Linked DNA regions of Mus musculus: region 1 is linked to region 2. A link is a contact called in public Hi-C data. All regions are on one chromosome and are shown on one strand. Each heading gives the region's core, a stretch centred on a gene start, on an enhancer-like site or on the middle of the called end of the contact. The rest is flanking DNA. Distances are from core to core; before and after follow the strand shown.

The links. Hi-C and Micro-C count contacts between places; a contact is called where the count stands out from the background.
Region 1: a contact with region 2 is called in a Hi-C map of uterus, with 2.1 times the contacts expected there. The contact joins two enhancer-like sites. A contact is called at or near these places in 1 of 484 Hi-C or Micro-C datasets (uterus) and 1 of 115 datasets of contacts at active chromatin or transcription factors (fibro-adipogenic progenitors).

The regions. Positions count from the first base shown.
Region 1 is chr7:137,072,746-137,076,736 of GRCm38.p6, forward strand. The region is part of intron 2 of Mgmt (O-6-methylguanine-DNA methyltransferase); the gene reads left to right. Among named protein-coding and RNA genes, the nearest start is that of Gm39108, 22 kb to the right of the region's middle. Within about 2 kb of position 1,301, at least 19 of the 459 cell types and tissues checked have an H3K27ac peak or open chromatin away from gene starts, as enhancers often do. A contact at or near this core is called in uterus, where this site is marked.
Region 2 is chr7:136,705,860-136,709,824 of GRCm38.p6, forward strand. Gm6249 (predicted gene 6249) reads right to left here. Exons shown (of 6, transcript NR_046021.1): 2 at 3,114-3,227; 3 at 2,507-2,987; 4 at 612-717. Among named protein-coding and RNA genes, the nearest start is that of Gm6249, 2.8 kb to the right of the region's middle. Within about 2 kb of position 1,607, at least 8 of the 459 cell types and tissues checked have an H3K27ac peak or open chromatin away from gene starts, as enhancers often do. A contact at or near this core is called in uterus, where this site is marked.

The DNA.
Region 1 (3,991 bases), core at 51-2,550, 370 kb after region 2:
AGCCTGTGGCCACTCCTTATCACCAGCCCTTCAGTATGGGAGGAAAGCAGCATCCAGTACTTACTCCAGGGGGGACACAGCTCCGTGATAAAGCTTAGTAGGTCAGGGAGTGAGCCTCCTAAGGACTGTGCACAAGACTGAACTATTTAAAACACAGAGGATTTACATCTGTGAAAGGGTTTCCCAGAAGATGGTCATGAATGTTTATATTTTATACCCACAGCCCTGAGCCAGCATTAACCAACTGCTGCTCAAGAATACAATAGGCAGAAATGCAGTCAATCCCTCATGACCATACTCTTGGGGTAGAGTCTATATTTCCAGAGATCTAAGCACTAGGGCTTGTACAAGCTGGGAGTCTGCTGCAGGTAAAATCTTAAACATCTAACCAGTATAAACAACAAATGGTGTGTCTGTGGCAATGGTTTGCAGTTGGAAGATCTTTTCACATAAGAATTCCTTGTTCTAGGGCAAGGGATGTAGCTCAGTACAGGGCTTGTCTCCATGTACAAAGTCTTGGCTTCCAGCCCCACATCACGTACACCTCGGAGTGGTAGTGTGTGCTTGTAATCCCAGCATTCAGGAGGCTGAGGCAAGACGTTCGGGTGTTCAAGATTATGTCCATCTATATAGTTCTTGAGGCCTGCCTGGAATGTATGAGACCCTATTTGAGAGAGGAATGGAGGGAGGGAGAGAGGGAGAGAGGGAGGGACAGAGGGACAGAGGGACAGAGGGAGGAAAAGACTGAAAAGTTGGATTGACCGCAAGAACAGGCAGGCATCCGTAAGAAGATGCATATGCTGGCGCGGAGGACCAAGGTACAGGGAAGCTAGAACACTGTACCAGAGTTCCTTTGGAGCCTGGCCTCAGCAGGATGGTCCCTCCTTTTCTATTCATCTCTGGTACCAGTGGCAAAGTCCTAATGCCAATCTAAGAACTCAGAAAGGCTACTCTAGGCTCCAGGGCTTGCGTGAAGGGGGCTTTCCTTAGCTTGCTGTCAGAACAGCTATAAATAAGTGTCTGGCTGTTTTGGCTAGAAAGCCTTGTGACCTCCCCCCTCCCCCGGGATACCCTGGAACTAGCTCAGGCTCATGGTCCACAGACCTGACCAGGCTGCTTGAGGTGTGACAGCATCCCAGAGGGCCACACTGACTTTTGAAAATGAGGAGACGGCATATAAAATAGGACTTTGCAAGCAGCATGGGGCAGGAACTGTGAAAGCGCCTACCCGGTTCAGCTGCTCTGCAGCGGGGTGTGCTCTGCAGCCAGCTCCCACCCCTTCACTCCTGCTTTGGAACATAAGCAGGCTATTCCCTCAGTGGAGTTGCTATTGGAAGGGCCAAGGGTGTAGCTGAACTGAACTTGAGTCCCTGGAAGGAAGACAGGTCCTGGGAGAGTGGCCAGCGCCAAGACCAAAGAGAGGGTGGGCATGCAGCTGAGCCCTGTTGGAAGTGTGATCTCATCCCAGGTTGAAGTCCTGACTTTTCCTTCCAGTGACAATACTTCTTGAAAAGGCACAAATGTTTTCTGCTTCTTGTAATCCACTTCTTGCAAATATCAGTGCTCTGGAAGAAAGATTTATTTTAATAATGTGAGTTTTAGGGTTTTTTTTTCCTCTGTGATTAATGTTGTTTTATTACTCTATATTCTTTGCCAGAAAGTGCATTTTAAGAGTTTCAATTCAAAATTAAATATGACCTCAGTGTTTTAAAATACAATTACATTAACTGTCCATTTAATAGTTGCTTAAGATTGTTTGGCCACTAATGCATACTCAGTATGCTTGTGTGATATTAAATACAGTATTTTTGACTCCACTGAGCAGCTAACATGACTAGCTAACATATCCCAGCTGCAGCTGTTTGCGGGAGATACGAGGGCTTTCTCAGAAGTGAGCAACGGAGTGTTGTCCAGTGGAAAAGTGTGCCCTTATGTATCACACGCTGGGCTTCTCTGTGAAAACGCCACGGTGTTTGATAATAGGGAACTATCTATTATTTATTTAGAACTGTACAAACCAATTTACAAGTCAGGTAATTTGGTGGCAGGATTATTTATTAATGAGTCCAGTACATGAGTTAATGGGGCTAAACCCTTCGGAGGTCAATCCTCATCTAACGCCTCTTGGAAAATAAAAGAGGTCTCGTCTTCAGCATATTAGTTACTATTTTAAATTTTAAGTCAGATGCTCCACTATTAGAATGAACATTTTTTTCTCTGAGCAGCATGACGGCAGAGAGTCAGCCTCTCAGCTACATGGTACTCCAGTCCATAGACTGAACTGGGGTGATGTGCTTTAGCCGTGGTAACATCAAATGCATTCCTCTGTGTTGTGGGCTCAGGAGAAGAAGCCTGTTCCTTAACAAAGGTGACAGGTGCCTCTACCTGCTTGGGAGAGAAAGAGATGCCACAAAGAGACCTGGCTTCCTGGCCCTCCTGCCTTCTGGGGCTAGAGTGGGTCCTGTCACCGTGTTCAGGTGCTTTGCCTCTAGGGATCTCCACCCATTTTCCCTACATCCCACACTCCCATAAGGAGTGGGATGATGTGCCGTTGTGTGCCAACAGTGGGCTGCTACTTCATGGTCCTAACATTCTCCTCTGACCTAGAGAAGTTGATACCTTCAGAGCAAGGCTGCTGTGTGCCGTAGGCAGTGGCATGGTTATCCCCAGTAGGATTTCTTCAGTCTTCCTCTGGTAATGATTCAGTGGATTCCTTTTGCCAAATTGAGAATCATGATGAAAAACTGAGGATGTGGCAACATGGCCTCCCCTGTGACCTTTGTACCCAATGGGATTCAACACTTTCTGTACTAACAGGAGGATAAGGCTCAAGGCTTTGCTCATAGCTGTTGACTTTTGGTTTGTTTGTTTGTTTGTTTTCTACATTGGGCAGTCAGTGGGGATGTTCAGACATAAAGGAAATCCCCTTCATCTTATGACTTCAAATCTGTACCATTGCCAGGCTTTAGTTGTAGAGTCCCTTGAAGCAAATGAAATTGGATATAAGGCCTATTCCCAGGCCTTAGCAAACCCCATTATTCTGCAGCCTGCAAGCAAGTCTGAGAAGGCTGAGAGATGTAACTTCTAATGTCTAGGAAATCTCTGGTTATTCTCATTACAGAGTGGCTCTCAAGCAAATTTTTCACTGGAGAAATGGAGTCTGAAAACAAGTGCTTTGGGTGCACGTGGTAGGATAGGTCTCCTTAACAACTTTGCACCTGCATAAGACACTTGTTCATCAGACAAATGTTGTGAGTCAAGTATATGCTAGAAGAAAATCAACAGGGCTGGGTCTGCTCTCCGAAAATAGTCTTGGTGGAGTGTTCATGGCTTGGCTTCTTTATAAAGCCCCGCTCTAATTCGCCATCTTGTTATGCCTTGTAAACAGGGTTATGGTCTAGTCAATCTGGGCCTCACTTCTAGAGTTTCAAAAATTGGGAAGGTGATAGATTTGTGACATTTTGGGAAGAGGCCTATACTGTGACCTTTTCTAGGGAGATGTTAACAAACATCTGTGCTCCTCAGATAAGCCCCCAAGAACAGGCCAGAGAAACAGTTCCAACCAAGTCCAGTTTGGTGAATGAGTGAGTTTATTATAGTACCCCAGAGAGAGCTTGAAAAACTCCCCAGTAACAACATCACCAAAAACTCAACTCCAGGATGGATGACAAGTCGAAAGAGCTGCATCTCTGGAGCTCCCTACCCACCTCATAGGCAGCTCCACTACAGAGTCTCCTCTCTTTCCCAGTGACTGTTCACTACCTGTGAGCCCAGTAAGGAGCCTCAAGGAACTGCTTTCTCAGCTTCTTGAGCCTTGCAAATTGCATGAGCTTCCTGAGCCTTAAGGAGCCTCCTTCCTTTCAGGAGAGATTTTTTTTTTTTTTTTAAGTTCAGAGGAAACATCTACACAGCAAAACCTCTTACTTGTGTAAAGGCGTATTATGTCCTATGGACAAGTCACCAGATAGCTTTTAATCGCATGCCTGCCATG
Region 2 (3,965 bases), core at 357-2,856:
AAGGCCAGCCTGGGGTATGACAATAAATGCCAGCCAATCAGGGCTACATAACAAGGCAAGAAATGAATGGAAGGAAAGAATGAGGGAAGGGAGGGAGGGAGGGAGAGAGGGAGGGAGGGAGGGAGGGAGGGAGGGAGGGAGGGAGGGAGGGAGGAGAAAAAGAAGTCCCTTATCAAAATGCAAAAGCAGCACTAGAAGCCTTACTCTACCCCAGTGGTTCTCAACCTATGCATGGAGGCAGTCCTTTGTGGATTTCATATCAAATACCCTGCATATAAGATTTTACAATTCACAATGGTAGCAAAATTACAGTTAAGAGGTAGCAACAAAATCATTTTATGATTGGGGTCACCATGGCATGAGGATTGGTATTAAAGGGTCACAGCATTGGGAAGGTTGAGAACCACTGCCCATACTGACAGGAGATATAAATGCCATATGTGGTGGGAAGGGAACTCCTATTGGAGAAGCAGGCCAGCTGGGAATCCACAGTCACTGGAGCCCAGCAACTCACAGCTCAGCAGACATGGTCTCTCTGGCTTTGAGAATCTAACATCACACTGTCCCCTCTGGCCCTCTGCCTTATGTGCACACAAACCCTGGCTACTCACAGAAGGCAATGCCTCTGTCTCCTTAGCAGTGTTTCAGGCTTGGCAAACATCCATCAGCTTGCACTTGGAGAGACAGTTCCTCACCTCCTCTTGGCCTTCACCTCCCCTAAGAAAATGGAAATGAGAAGGTAAGCATTGTGGGTAATAGTACGTAAGAATCTCAAAATGGCTACTAATTACAGCATTTGCAATTATTGCAAATTTTGATTTTCATAATAACTTTCCATGCTTGTGTTGACCAGAGGGAGATTTTTATTCCCAAATGTGTCCATGTCAAATTTGTCATTATTGTCTGGGAAAAAAAATCAAATGAAAAAGCTTTTCAAAATAGATCAAGTTTACTCACTGAAAATGAGAAATGAATATTTATTGTCAGATCTCTGTCTAGATTAAAACATTTTATTTAACACCAGTTGCAAGTGTAAATTATTCACGTGTTTACATTTCAGTGGCTCTTGCTCCCTAATGACGCTGTTTCTCCAGAGTGTGTCGGTAGTGTGATAATGAGCTGCCCCTTCAGCTCACAGAATTATTAAGCTAACTTCAACTTTCTTAAAAAAAAAAAAAAAAAAAAAAACAAAAAAAAAAAAAAAAAAAACACTAATGAAAAGAGTGGTCGCCAACAGTTTGCTCTGTCAGATTCAAGCAATACTCAGCTAACTACCTTCCCAAAGCCTAGTCCTCAAGAGCAGACTGGCCACAGCGCCCACCCCTCACCTTGCGATCTCTGCATGGTAACAAACACACTCTTGTGCTTGGTCAAATCATATTTGTCAAGAATCATTTTCCAAGAAGTGACAATTGAGGGAAGGGGGAAAGGAAGAGGAGAGGAAGATGGAGGAGGGGTAGGGTGGAGGGGAGTTGGAGGGCAGGGGTGGGTTGGAGTGGAGTGGAGTGGGAGAGCTGGATGGGAGCGGTGAGGTGGGGAGAGGAGGGGATACCCTCTCCTTCTCCAGCCAAGATGAGCTGAGTATTTTAATAGCATGATGTCACCACTCACTCTATTCTGCTTTCTCAGGTTACTGCTTAATGATGGGAGCTGTTATCAGTAATAGCAATAACCCCATCTGTTTCTGAAGCTTCAAGTCTCCGAAAACACTTGCACATGTGTAATCCCATTCAAGGAGTGTTGCCTTCCTGGAAGAGTTGAGTCATCTATGTATGCCTAGGAAAAAAAAATCAACTTATGCCTTTACTAAATCTTACAGCCTCCTAAAGACAACGTGTTTTCAACTAAACCAAACCGCGGTGTGGATCTTTTCCAGCTCTGGCAACAACGACACCTCAGCGTCCATATGTCTGAGCGTTCACACCTTCTCATATCCCTCGACTTAATAAGCTTCTATTTCCAAGGGAATGGTCGATAAGTTTTGTTTGTTTTGTTTTCTCCATGGCCAAGTGTAGCTGCTGGAGTCAAACAAGCCAAAGCAAGGCTTCCTTTCGTTCTGTAACAGACACTGTGGTCGGGAGTTAAAGCCTATGTCTGTCTTCCACATATCTAAAATCCAGGAGGAAAAACAAAACTCTTATGAAGTGAAAAGTAATGAAATGTGACACAGGGTGGGAATGACAGGAGGAATGCTAGGGAAGGTTCTGGAAGCCTGCTCTGGAGGAAAAGCAAGCATGCCTAGGAACGACTGGAAATTCTTCACTGACTGACAGTGTCCAGTAACTCCTAGGATGTGGCTTTCCAAGAAAGCAGAGAGGGAAGATGAGCTCATGACAGGCAGTCAAAAAGTGGCCCAAGATTCCCCGGGAGGCCTCGGCTCTGTGGGTCACATGTGTTAAACTAAACAAGTGGGGGGAGGGGATAAAGACAGGCAGGGAGATAGCTCAATTTGGAAATCCCTTGCTACACAAATATGAAGCTGTGAGTTCAGATTTCCAGTACCCACCACTCATGTGGAAGCTGGTGCCTCTAATCCTAGTACCCGGGACGCCAAGGGCATCCCTGAGGCTTGCTGGCCAGCCACACCCCCTGAATCAAGGAGCTTCAGGTTCAGTAAGAGATCTTGTCTGAAAAAAATAAGGTGGAGAGCAACTGAGGAAGGCACCTGGTGTCAATTTCCAGCCACCAAAAACACATTTGCATCACACCTGCACACACACACACACACACACACACAGAGAAAGAGAGAGAGAGAGATGCATATACAGACCAATTAATTAAAGTGTAACACACACTGAGCCAGAGTCCTATTCCAAAGCTGATCAAAAATCAAAAACATGAGAAAGAACAAAAGAACTTCCCTGCCTGAAGACTGCATTCGGCCTGTTTCCTCTGGTGATGGTCTGTGAGGTGTGAAAAAAAGGACTCTGGGTAAAGGATATCACGAAATGAAGTCAGTCTAAGCTGAAGGATATTGCAGGCAGGAACTGCAGTGGGAAGGAAAGGAAGAGCTGGTTACATGGGTCCTGTGACTAACAGGTCAGTGCCAGGGCCTGTGTGCCACCACGCAGGAGTCCAGAGGACCGGTTGGAGAGGACTCCAAAGATACCTACCTAGGTGCCCAGGAGATAAGTAACAGTGGGTCCTCTGGGGAGCTGCAGACTGGCTGGGAAAGACAGCAAGAGGATGACACTGGCCAGTCAGGCTCCTGGGTCAGTGTAGCAGCCCTGGGACACAGAGCACAGTTTAAAAAAACTCAGCAAGGCCTATGCCATCCATAAAGAAGTGACAACTGAAACCAAGAAACAGTTCTGACTCAGCAGACGGACCAGGCACAAAAAGAACCACAGAGAAGGCGCCACCAATCAAGCTTCTACCACCACAGCAACCGAACAGGGGGGTTGCAGAGCAGTGGCTATGAGTGTCCCATGTCTCCCTTCGGCTACATGGAGAACCATAGGCACTGATTTGAATAACATCTCATGTTTGGAGTCAGACTCCACAGCTCAGGGCAACCTGTTGTCATTTTCTCACTCATCAGCATGTCACCTTTCTTCTGACAGGACCAGGCAGGCATTTACTGTCATTCCTTTGGCTTACTATCAAATCAATTTGGCCAGTGGAACTCTATCCCAGGACACATCTTTAAGACCTACCAGATCCAGTTAAGCTTGAAAATTAAAACTGGCCCTGGGATATAGCAAACAAGGGGCCCTGAATCCCACCCTCAGCACTGCCCCAAATAGAAAAACAAGCCAAAAAAATAAAAAAAATTAAAAAGTGACCTTCTTGCATAGTCATTTTGCCTGAAATGCAGTGCCAAACAGCCCGCAGTAGTCACAGAGTCCCTTCCAATTCTGCTTTGTGCCCAGGGCCACTGCATTGGACCCAGTAGTCAGGCTGTTGCCTCTGGCTCCCTCGTCCGAATACGCTGGCATGCTAAAATTGAATTTATAAATTAGTCA